Linked DNA regions of Zea mays: region 1 is linked to region 2. Evidence: chromatin contacts called from public Hi-C data. All regions are on one chromosome and are shown on one strand. The core of a region is the stretch at or near the end of the contact, and the rest is flanking DNA. Distances in the headings are between cores, read along the strand shown.

Evidence for each region. Hi-C and Micro-C count contacts between places; a contact is called where the count stands out from the background.
Region 1: a Hi-C map of ear shows a contact between it and region 2, with 1.5 times the contacts expected there. The contact joins the promoter of LOC109939182 here to the promoter of LOC100279995 in region 2. A contact is called at or near these places in 2 of 25 Hi-C or Micro-C datasets (ear and tassel).

Annotation. Positions count from the first base shown.
Region 1 is chr5:18,949,425-18,954,348 of Zm-B73-REFERENCE-NAM-5.0, forward strand. It overlaps LOC109939182 (cytochrome P450 87A3), which reads left to right and starts at 1,800. Exons shown (of 9, transcript XM_020537910.3): 1 at 1,800-2,044; 2 at 2,144-2,468. The coding sequence starts at 1,815.
Region 2 is chr5:18,780,818-18,786,025 of Zm-B73-REFERENCE-NAM-5.0, forward strand. It overlaps LOC100279995 (putative RING zinc finger domain superfamily protein), which reads right to left and starts at 3,487. Exons shown (of 5, transcript NM_001152943.1): 1 at 3,332-3,487; 2 at 2,104-2,136; 3 at 1,480-1,765; 4 at 627-1,104; 5 at 1-509. The coding sequence starts at 3,460.

The DNA.
Region 1 (4,924 bases), core at 550-3,049, 170 kb after region 2:
AGACCAAGTTTGTTGTTTTAAGTTAAATTTTGCAGGTTCACATATTCACCCCCCTGCTTTAGGTACTCTCAATCACCACCCAAGACTACGCCTGGCTCTGGCACTAAGCAGACTCACGCTCAGCGCGTGACAACCATCGCAGTAAGGGTCTACCCCTAAACAGCTTTAGTATCGAATAAACCCCAAGCAATCCACGTGATTGCTCGGGGGTTACATCTAGCAGATGCGCTTGTGCGCACCTGAGATTTCGGTCATCAATAAGAGTCGAACAAACTTGGACCCGCGCTCAGCGTGTGACGACCATCGCACCATAAACTGCTCTAATACCGAGTGAACCCCCCCCCCAAAGCAATCCACATGGATTACTCCGGGGCAACATCTAGCAGATGCCACTGAATTGGAGTTTGGATGTCACTGAATCGGAGTTTGGGATTGTATGGTATAATTCCACACAATACTGAGGGGTGAGACTTTGTATTGAGAGAGCGGATTTCTAGTTATAGTCCAATTCCAGAGAATTAAGTCTCTAATTCTAAATCTTAATTTCACATGCAACCGAACAACAGAATTTACGAAAGCTGATTCCAATTGTCAATTCTGTACTCCAAAGTCTACATCCAAACGGAGTTCAGAGCTTGATTGGTTGGATGGACCGGAATTGTTATATTAGTACAAGAGGAAACTATTTTCCACGGTGGTTGAAGATTCTTTTTCTTTGTGGAAAGCAAGATAATCAATCGGATGGGATCGACTAACTGCTAGCCGGCCTGCTTTGAGCATAGAGCCAGTACTGTTGGAGTCCTAGTAGATCTGTACTGCTATCTCGCCTAATCAATCATAGCATCGCGAACAGCAAGCATAGCATAGCGGATACTTTAGGTGCCCATTCTCCGTTTGTCCTTGCAGTCCAGCCAGAAAACCGGGTACCTGTACTGGTACTGCACGTGTATAATGCTAGCTTTGACTCTTGGGTTTCAGACAGTATACTTAGAGCCTCCTGCAAGCTACCTGCTGGCTAGCTGCTATCTCTCTTATATGTTGCTGATCTAGATCTGTGCTGTTGTGTCGTTTAAAGGTGTGTACAACCTCATTTAATACGTGTCTCTTGAGAGATTTCTAGGAGACTAATTATAAATACAAGAGACGAGCTTTTCACCAAGAACCGTGTCTACACGATTTTCCATACATATTATCTATTAATTGTATTCCTTATTCAGAGAGGATTGTGTCGTCTCTTAGCTGTATTTTATGCACTACCAGAACAGTCTCTTAGCTATATTTTATGTACTACCAGAACAGAGTTCTTTGTGGAGTGCCACAGGCAATCAACAAAGCCTCGATAACACTCGATAAATCTCTGAGCACTCGTCAAAAAACACATTAAACACGTTTCTGGTAGTGGTGCTTGGAAAACCGATCCGTGATATCAGGGTTTATATGTCCTAATCAAGCTGCTGCCCATTCTCTGTATGTCCTTCCACTCGAGCCTGAAAATCGGGTACCTGCACTGCACGTGTATCAATCTGGTCGTTAGGCTTTAATACCGATTTCTACTGTTTTTATAGTGTTTTTGTCTCTATAAATTATAGCTGCAACAGTATGAACAGCTGTCTTTAATTTTGAAGCGAACAACCTGTATACAGTAAAAGCAGGAGAAACCGGTTCAAATTACAGTCGACCTTGACAACCAGTACAGTCGCTAGCTATGACTCTTCGGTTTCAGTGACGCAGTACATGCTAGCTTGCTGCCATCTCTCTTCTCTATATATATGTGCATCGCCGCGCGCATACATACATGCATAGTAAAGTTAGCAATGTCGATGGATTACTTGGCTGCTGCTGTACCCGTGACCTTGGCTCTGGGAGTGGGATCTATCTTGTTGGTCTTACGATGGACGTACTGCCGCCGCCGAACAAGCGCCGAACAAGTGAGACTGCCGCCGGGGTCAAGGGGCCTCCTGTTCCTAGGGGAGACGCTCCACTACCTGGCAGCGTCCTCCACCCCGGGGGTATTGCCACCATTCTTCCAGCGACGGTTGGAAAGGTACGGCGACGATACTGTAACTTCCTTTCTAAGCGTCTTTGCATCGTCGTCGTTACGTTCATGCATGCTTGGACGACTTGTTGGAGAGCTTGCTTGCAGGTATGGCCCCATCTTCCGGACGAACCTGGTCGGGGAGGATCTCGTCGTGTCGCTGGACGCGGAGCTGAACGCGCACGTGCTGAAGCAGGAGGAGCGCGGCTTCCAGATCTGGTACCCGCCCTCCTTCATGCGCGTCTTCGGCGCCGACAACATCACCGCCAAGCTCGGCGTGCTCCACCACCACATGAGGACCCTCGTGCTCCGCCTCTTCGGCCACCAGACCGTCCGCTCCGTGCTGCTGCACGACGTGCAGCGGAGCGCGCGCGACGAGCTGCGCTCATGGCTCGGCCGCCCGGACGTCGAGGTCAGGACGGCCACCTCCAGGGTTAGTAGCTCTTCGTTATATATTAGTAGCTTTCACTCACTCTTTTTCGCTACTACAATACAATATATATTAATTACTAGTATAATATCCGTGCGTTACGAAACTACATAATTATATTTCATAATATTGGTCGAGAAGGACAAGGTTGTACCCATAATACAATCAGTGATTGAGCGAAAGTAAATCACTCATATGGACCCTCCAAAAAATACCAATAATAAATAAATTTAATGTCAAAGTGAGCATGTTGTCTATAAACCAGATATTAAATTGATAAGAATAAATATTACACTTTGTTTTATCCAAAAGACTGAGAAAAATATGGATTGAAAAAGAACCCTTCTTACAGGGTGTTACTATATGTATACGACTTATTGTCGTATTATGCTTGGTGGCTTCTCGCGGTTTATATATGGTGTAACAGCCTTGATGACTTATAACTCAAGACATTGACTCCATATAAACATACGGTATGACCGCTGGTTTTAAAGACCCACAACATCTTTCATTGAACCTATGCCCTTTTATTTTCTCTTAGACACACGCAGTAAACACACAATTCATGAACAGATAGAACCATAAAGAAATCTCTGGCTATTGCACAATAATCTGATAGAGAAGAAAACATGCCTCAACAATTATTAGACAGAGGTCATGCGGGGATTCATGATGCAGCATGCATGAGCCATGCATGAGTTAAGCGGTGTCCAGTATTATCTTGTGTCATGCACGAGGGGTGGTTAATTCCGATCCAGCTACAATAAACATATGGGCTAATGAACCAAATACCTCGAACAATAGCCATCCACTACGTATCTGTCGTCCATTCTTTGCATCGGAAGGCCACCGACCAACTCTATCTCATTCCCAACTATCCTAGCTCTCGCGAAACAGTACACACTCAGCTTCGAATGAAGCTACAATAAAATGCTCGCTAAGGACTCGTCGCAAGCGCACGACGGCCTTGTAGCTCCTCACTCCTGAGGAAGCACTTCTCCTAGCCACTAGCAATGGCTTGTGATGCTTCATCTCTCTTCTTCGTCACGGCGCTCGTGACGATGGCGCTCATCATGCTCATCGTCGACGGCATCACTATGTGCCACGTTGTGCGGCATCTTGCTCACGCCCCGGCCCCCGTCGCTCCTGTTGCCGTCCCGGGCATTCCTGTCGTGTCGAAGTCGTCATTATGCCCATGACCACCCTTCCACTGATGCTCGCCATACCGATAGTTCCTGCGGTGGGCGTAGTGCCACAGATCCATGTGGTGCCGAACACCGCCACGGTGTCCCTATGCCAGTTGCAGTACCCGCAGTCATACCAAAAGTGACGCTGCTGCCAATGCCCGTCGTGCCGAAGGTTGGCGCCTTGCCGTCAATGCATGTCGTCGTGCCTAAGCACTACCGGAATTTGGCTCTTTGCCGAGTGTCAAAATCTTTGCCGAGTGTTTTTTTTCGGGCACTCGGTAAAGAAGCTCTTTGCCGAGTGCCACGCAAAAAACCCTCGGTAAAAGAAAACACTCAGCGAAGAAGCTCTTTGCCGAGTGTTTTATTTTTGACACTCGGCAAAGAGTTTCTTTGCCGAGTGTTTTTTTTGACACTCGGCAAATAGCTCTTTGCCGAGTGTCAGAAATACAACACTCGGCAAAGAGCTCTTTGGCGAGTGTTTTTTTCCCAACACTAGGCAAAGACAATTTAAACATCACATTTTAAAGCAGTAAATTAATTCAAATAAAAAAGTTTTCAACTACAAATTTGTATAACTCATCATGATGTACAATTTATATATTGAACATTTCTTCATATGACAAAATAAAAATAAATTTGTTCATAAAACCTATATCTCTCTCGTAGTTTATGAAAACTTATAGATCTCAAAAAGTTATGCAACTTTATAGTTGATCACATTTTCAAATAAATTCATTTAGTGTCTTAAATAATCAAATTACTCTCGGTTTGTTATAGTACATGGGGAATGAAAACGTAATATAGATATAATTGGTGTAGTGGTGTAGTAGTGTAGTGGTATAGGAGGGTATGCGCGAGAGAGAGGTTGCGAGTTCGAATCTCACCATTCACAAAACATATAAATTTGATTCAAAATAATAGTAAAAAATGATAGGGCAATGGGTAATGTAATAGGTAGGGTTGGAGAGTTGTTCCTATAATTTAAAAAAAATGTTTTGCTGTTTTTTTTCGATTCTTAATTTGCCGAGTGTTTTTCTTTGCCGAGTGTCCGAAAAAAGTACTCGGCAAATAACTCTTTGCCGATAAAATATTTGTCGAGTGTTACACTCGGCAAAGGCTTTGCCGAGTGTAAAATAGCATTTGCTGAGTGTCTTAGACACTCGGTAAAGAACGCGATTCCGGTAATGAAGGTTGGTGACTTGCCGTCGATGCCCTTCGTGTGGCCCGTGTCTAACCGTCGCTGCCCTCCATCCCGACAGTGCCGGTCTCCAT
Region 2 (5,208 bases), core at 2,237-4,736:
CCGCGTCCGGAGCCCCCGCCAGGTCGGCCGACTCCGCGAGCGACCTGGACAGGTGCTCTACGTGCCGCTCCAGCTGCTCCTGCTGGTGCTCGAACAGGTTACGCGCCACGCCCAGGTTCGCCCGCTCGGCCGGGCGCGTCCGCAGCTCGTGGCCGCCGAACATGTAGTATGCGAACACGTACGACCGCGACAGCACCTGCCGAGAAACCAGCAGCCGCCGGTGCGCCCGGGTCAGCCAGTCGCCGTCGCGGATGGCGAGCGGGCGCTCGCGGTCCGACTCAAGAAGCCGCACCCGCTCCTCGATGGCCGCCCCAAGCTTCTGCTTCTCCACGCCGTACGACGAGTCGCCGTGGATCTTGAACCGGTCGTGGTAGTGCTTGTACCGCTGCATCTGCTGCCTGCCGGTGTGCACGGTCTCTACACAGATCTCCTCCTCGTAGCGGTTGCAGCTGTGGCCGGTAATGCTGTTCCACGTGTGATCTTGGCCGGTACCTCCGCCGCAGAGCCAACTGAGCCACGAAAAAAAGAGGTCAGCAATCCAATTTTTTTTTCACCGAAAACAAAGAAAGTTTATAGACATGCCCGCCGCCCGATCGCATAAAAGTGTAAGAGCTCCAAAAGCATACCACATACACTGTCCGCACTTGCAGCGGACAAGGTTGCAGCCGCCGTTCTTCTCGATGGCCTTGAAGCATTTGGGGCAGCTCTTGGTGTTAGCGAGGATCCACTTGATGTTCTCTCCCTCGGACCGGCTGGCATTCCATTTCTCCCATATGGTGCACGGGCAAGGCGAGTGCGCATGCCCCATGCAGTTAAAGCAGAAGCTTAAGCCGCAGGGGCATTCCACCTCACAGCAGCGCTCATCAGTGCCCACGCGAATGGCATGGCCACAGTTCGGGGTGCTAGGGCACCACTTCACAGAGGCATTGTCCTCAAGGTAGGACCCAAGCAGGAAGCGATTGAAGTTCTTGGCCATGTCTGGATACTTTTGGACAAGGAGAAACCGCACGAGGTCCTCATCGCAGAAAGCCGAGCACTTGACCTCCATGCACCGAATTTGCTTTTTCCCGCTCTCTACCGCAGCGTGGAAATACTCCGTCCAACCTGGAGGAAAAAGAGAGTAGCAGTAGCAGTCAAGCTATGGTAAGCAAATCATTCATCTATTTGAAATCTCTTTTGATCATTTATTTGAATACTCAAGGATTGTAATATATATTTGGTAGATGAAACTTCATAGAGAAACTCACACACCAAAAATAAATAAATAAGCTCATATTAATTAAGGCATCTATACTATACATATGAAAACGTAAACCACAGAGGCCTTGTTCGCGGTTCGGTTGCACATGGATCGCACATGGATCGAAGGAGATTAAATCCCTTTTCATTCAACTTTGAATAGGAAGAGATTTAATCTCCTCTAGTCCCCTCAATCCACCCTTAACCAAACAAGCTCTGAGGTGGAATGTGGAAACTTACAGTCATTGCAGAAGCAGTGCCCACAGTCCATGGTCGAAACAGCATCCATGGAGAAGTCCTCAAAACACACTTTGCAGGTCACTGTTCTCCATGGTGTCATTGAGCCAGCTGCTGCAATGCTGTTGACCTCCTGCAGCACGATCCCTGAATTTCTGAGCATGCGTTCTCGCCCCATGTCTAGAGAATCATAGATGCCATCCATACTCCATCGGTGGTGAATGAGGAGGGCTCGTGCTTGATGTTGATTTATATTGAGCAAGTTCATCACCGTAGACAGATCTTGTTTCTGTGGGTAGAGTTGGTTAGTACAAAACTGTACTCCCTCCGTTCATAAATATATAACACCATTGACTTTAAAAAAAACTTAAGTCACTCGTCTTATTAAAAAAATAATGAGTTATCATTTATTTTGTTGTGATTTGTTTTATCACTTAAGCTAGTTTGTGCTTAACTTAAAGTTTTACATTTTTGAATAAGACCGGTGGTCAAAGTTTTTGAAAAAAAGTCAACGATGTCATATATTTGTGTACGGAGGGGTAGTAGTAGATAAACATTTGGACAGAACAGATACCATCTGAACGATGGCTATGAACACTTAGGAAATGGTTGAATCTGTTCCATTACCTGTGCAGCGAAAACGGTATCTTGTGTGATAGCCTGCAACAACAATTATGCATGTAACATGTTTCTTTACAAGTAATATTCAGTATGCAAACAACATGGATGAATCTAAAAACAGCATGGGTGAATTTAGTTGGTTAAAACAAATAAAGAATCTTCTTGGGGAAACACATCCTCTGTTTTGGGTGCACTCCACTGATCTGCACCTCAAACAATGCAAAATATTCCGTATATATGATTGCACAAAACAAGACCACTACTACACAAATAAAGAAGAAAAACAGATGTTTACACCATAGATCAAACCTCTGCCCATCAGATGGTGAGAACTGAACTAATATCAGTATAATAGATGAATGATTGCTTGCTACAACATACCTTATTTCGGACTTCAGGCTGTTTTCAAGTCGTCCGATTAATTGTGATTAGTTGCGATTAATCGTCCAAGTCGGTTTGGACCAATCACAATTAATCGCCCAAGTCGTCCGGCTAATCATGATTAATCGCAATTAACGGCCAACAAGTCGGCCGACTAATCATGATTAATCGCAATTAACGGCCAACAAGTCGTCTGACTTGAAAACAGTCAGAAGTTACCGACTTAGTGACTGCTTGGTGAATATCAGTATGATGTTTAGTTATCTTAGTGGTAATCAAATACATGAGGATAAATAACAGATTGTGTTTCATCCAGTTTTTAAGTAAATTGAAATTCCAGGTTTTTAAGGAAAAAAAGAGAAGTGACCAACATGCACATGCATCTCGTAATTATTTGGCAAAGGTAAGATTTTGTTGACCAATGGCCACTACTTTGGGCAAAATTAAATACTACACTTTACACTTTACAGTGAAAAGACAAGTACTCTGATGGACTCTAGCAATTCTTATCTTATACAGCTAAGACAAGTAGACAGGAATTTGTTTGTTCACTGCTCTCAAATTCCAAGTACACACGGATACATCCCACCGAATTAAAATATAACAACCCAATCTGGTGAGGATCTGAAGACATCCAGCACCGGTTCCTCGTGACACCCCGTTATTTTATTTCTTACAACGATGAACTTATATAAAGGTTTGGTGAATCGGGGCAGGCAGGGCGATTCTCGAATCGATCGGCGAGGTCCTCCCAGATCTCGCCGGCGCGGAAATCCCAACCCGGCAAACACACACAATTATCATCCCCGCGACTAGCCGGGGCGCCCCGGGGTTCGGATCAGAGATCACTCACCCAGTAGTCCGCGCGGCCCTCCGGCGTTGGAAGCGAAGAGTCCTCCTCCAGTCCGGCGGCGGCGTCTTCCTCGGCGTCGTCGTCGTCGTCGTAGAAGTAGTCGCACGCCTCCTCGTCGTCGCTCGTCATGGCGGTGGGTCTCGGTTGATCGCGGCGGGGTGGGGGGAGACGAGAGGATAGGGGAGAGGAGAGGGTTTTCCGAGGGAGCGAGGGGCACTAACGACGGACCGATGGGGCGATGACGATGCTTAGCGTGAACTCGAACGCAAGATCGGAACGGCCACGCTTCAAGGGGTTTTATGTGGTGGATGTGGGCCAGCGCCATGCCACGTGCCGTGCCGTCAGGGGTTGCTCTTCGGTTCGGGTTGGACCACGGCTCCGAGTCGTCTCCGCCAGCATAGCTGGCAGACGGACACGGACATAGGATGGCAATTTTACCGGCGGCCATACGTTTCGTCCGTGCTAGATTTAGTGGGTGTTTGGTTTGCCCCTGCTAAAATTTAGCCCCTATCATATCGAATGTTTGAACCTCCGTTTGGAGTATTAAATGTAGTCGGATTATAAAACTAATTTCTCAGCCGAAGATTAAAAAGTGAGACGAATCTAGTATAGTTGGTTGAGTCTATATTTCATACTCCTATTTGAAAGTCAAACACTTGATGTGACCCGAGCTAAACTTTAGTCCACAGAACCAAACACCCCTGACGGGTCATGTTGAAATATGCCTCTAATTTCTTTTATATATTTAAAATATACTTTAAAATATGATTTTCTATACACCTATAAATATAGGCTCTCTATTTAACTTTACTCTATAGTTGATAGTGGATTTGTTTACTCGTACTTGTTTGCTCCTCTATATTGGAGGATATTTTTCCACGTAACTCTTTGTGTCTATTTTATTTTTTAACAAGTGGTATCAAAGCTAGGGTTAGACATGTTATTTTTATCCATATTGTGGTCGTCGCCGCCGGGTTTTGCCTTCGTCGATCTACAGTAGCCGTCGCTTCGTACTTCCACAAATCAGTTTGTGTCGCGCCGCTGTGATCTGTGTCCGAATCTGCGTTGTCGCTGGATTCTTCCCCAGACTCATCAGTGGTTGCGCTCGTTCATCGTCGACACACGTGCTGTCTCTGTCGGCGAGGAATCCTATTGAATCACCAGCATGTTCGCATCTATGTGCAGGCGACGTGTACTGGTTTTGTGTGGTGGGTGCTTGATCGATCTACAACAGCTCTCAACGAGAGAGTCACACCCACGTGCACCTGCTACGGTGGATTCTCTCACCGAAGAACAAGGACATTATCAATTCTCTTGTTTCCAAGCACCTTGGCATTAGTGCATCACAAGTTCTCAAGTAAATGTGCACACGTAAATTAAGCCATTATTATCAATCAGTTTTGTTTTTTCTAGGTGCACCAAGGAGACAAGATATCTAGCTAACTCATCAGATTGATCATGGTTTTTGTTCTTCGATTTCGTTGACTTCGGAAATTTTTTATCTCGCATTATGTCGACTAAATTTGATATTCTGAAGTTTGATTTGGCAGATTCAGATGAAGGTTGTTCTTATCTAGTTGGTTGTTCAAAAGGCGTTGTAGACATGACCTGCTAACATGACTGATGATAAGTGGCAAGATATTGATGAGAGAGCTTTATCCACAATACAGCTCAGTTTATCTTTTGATGCTCTGCGTGAAGTAATGCATGAAAAATTCACAGTAACATTGTGGAATAAATTGGAGGAGCTGTATATGATCAAGAGTCTTGCAAACAAGCTAGTCTCAAGGAGCATCTTTACACTATTCACATGTTAGGTGGTACATCTATGCAGTCACATCTTAATGAATTTAATTCAATTATTGTGGACCTTGAGA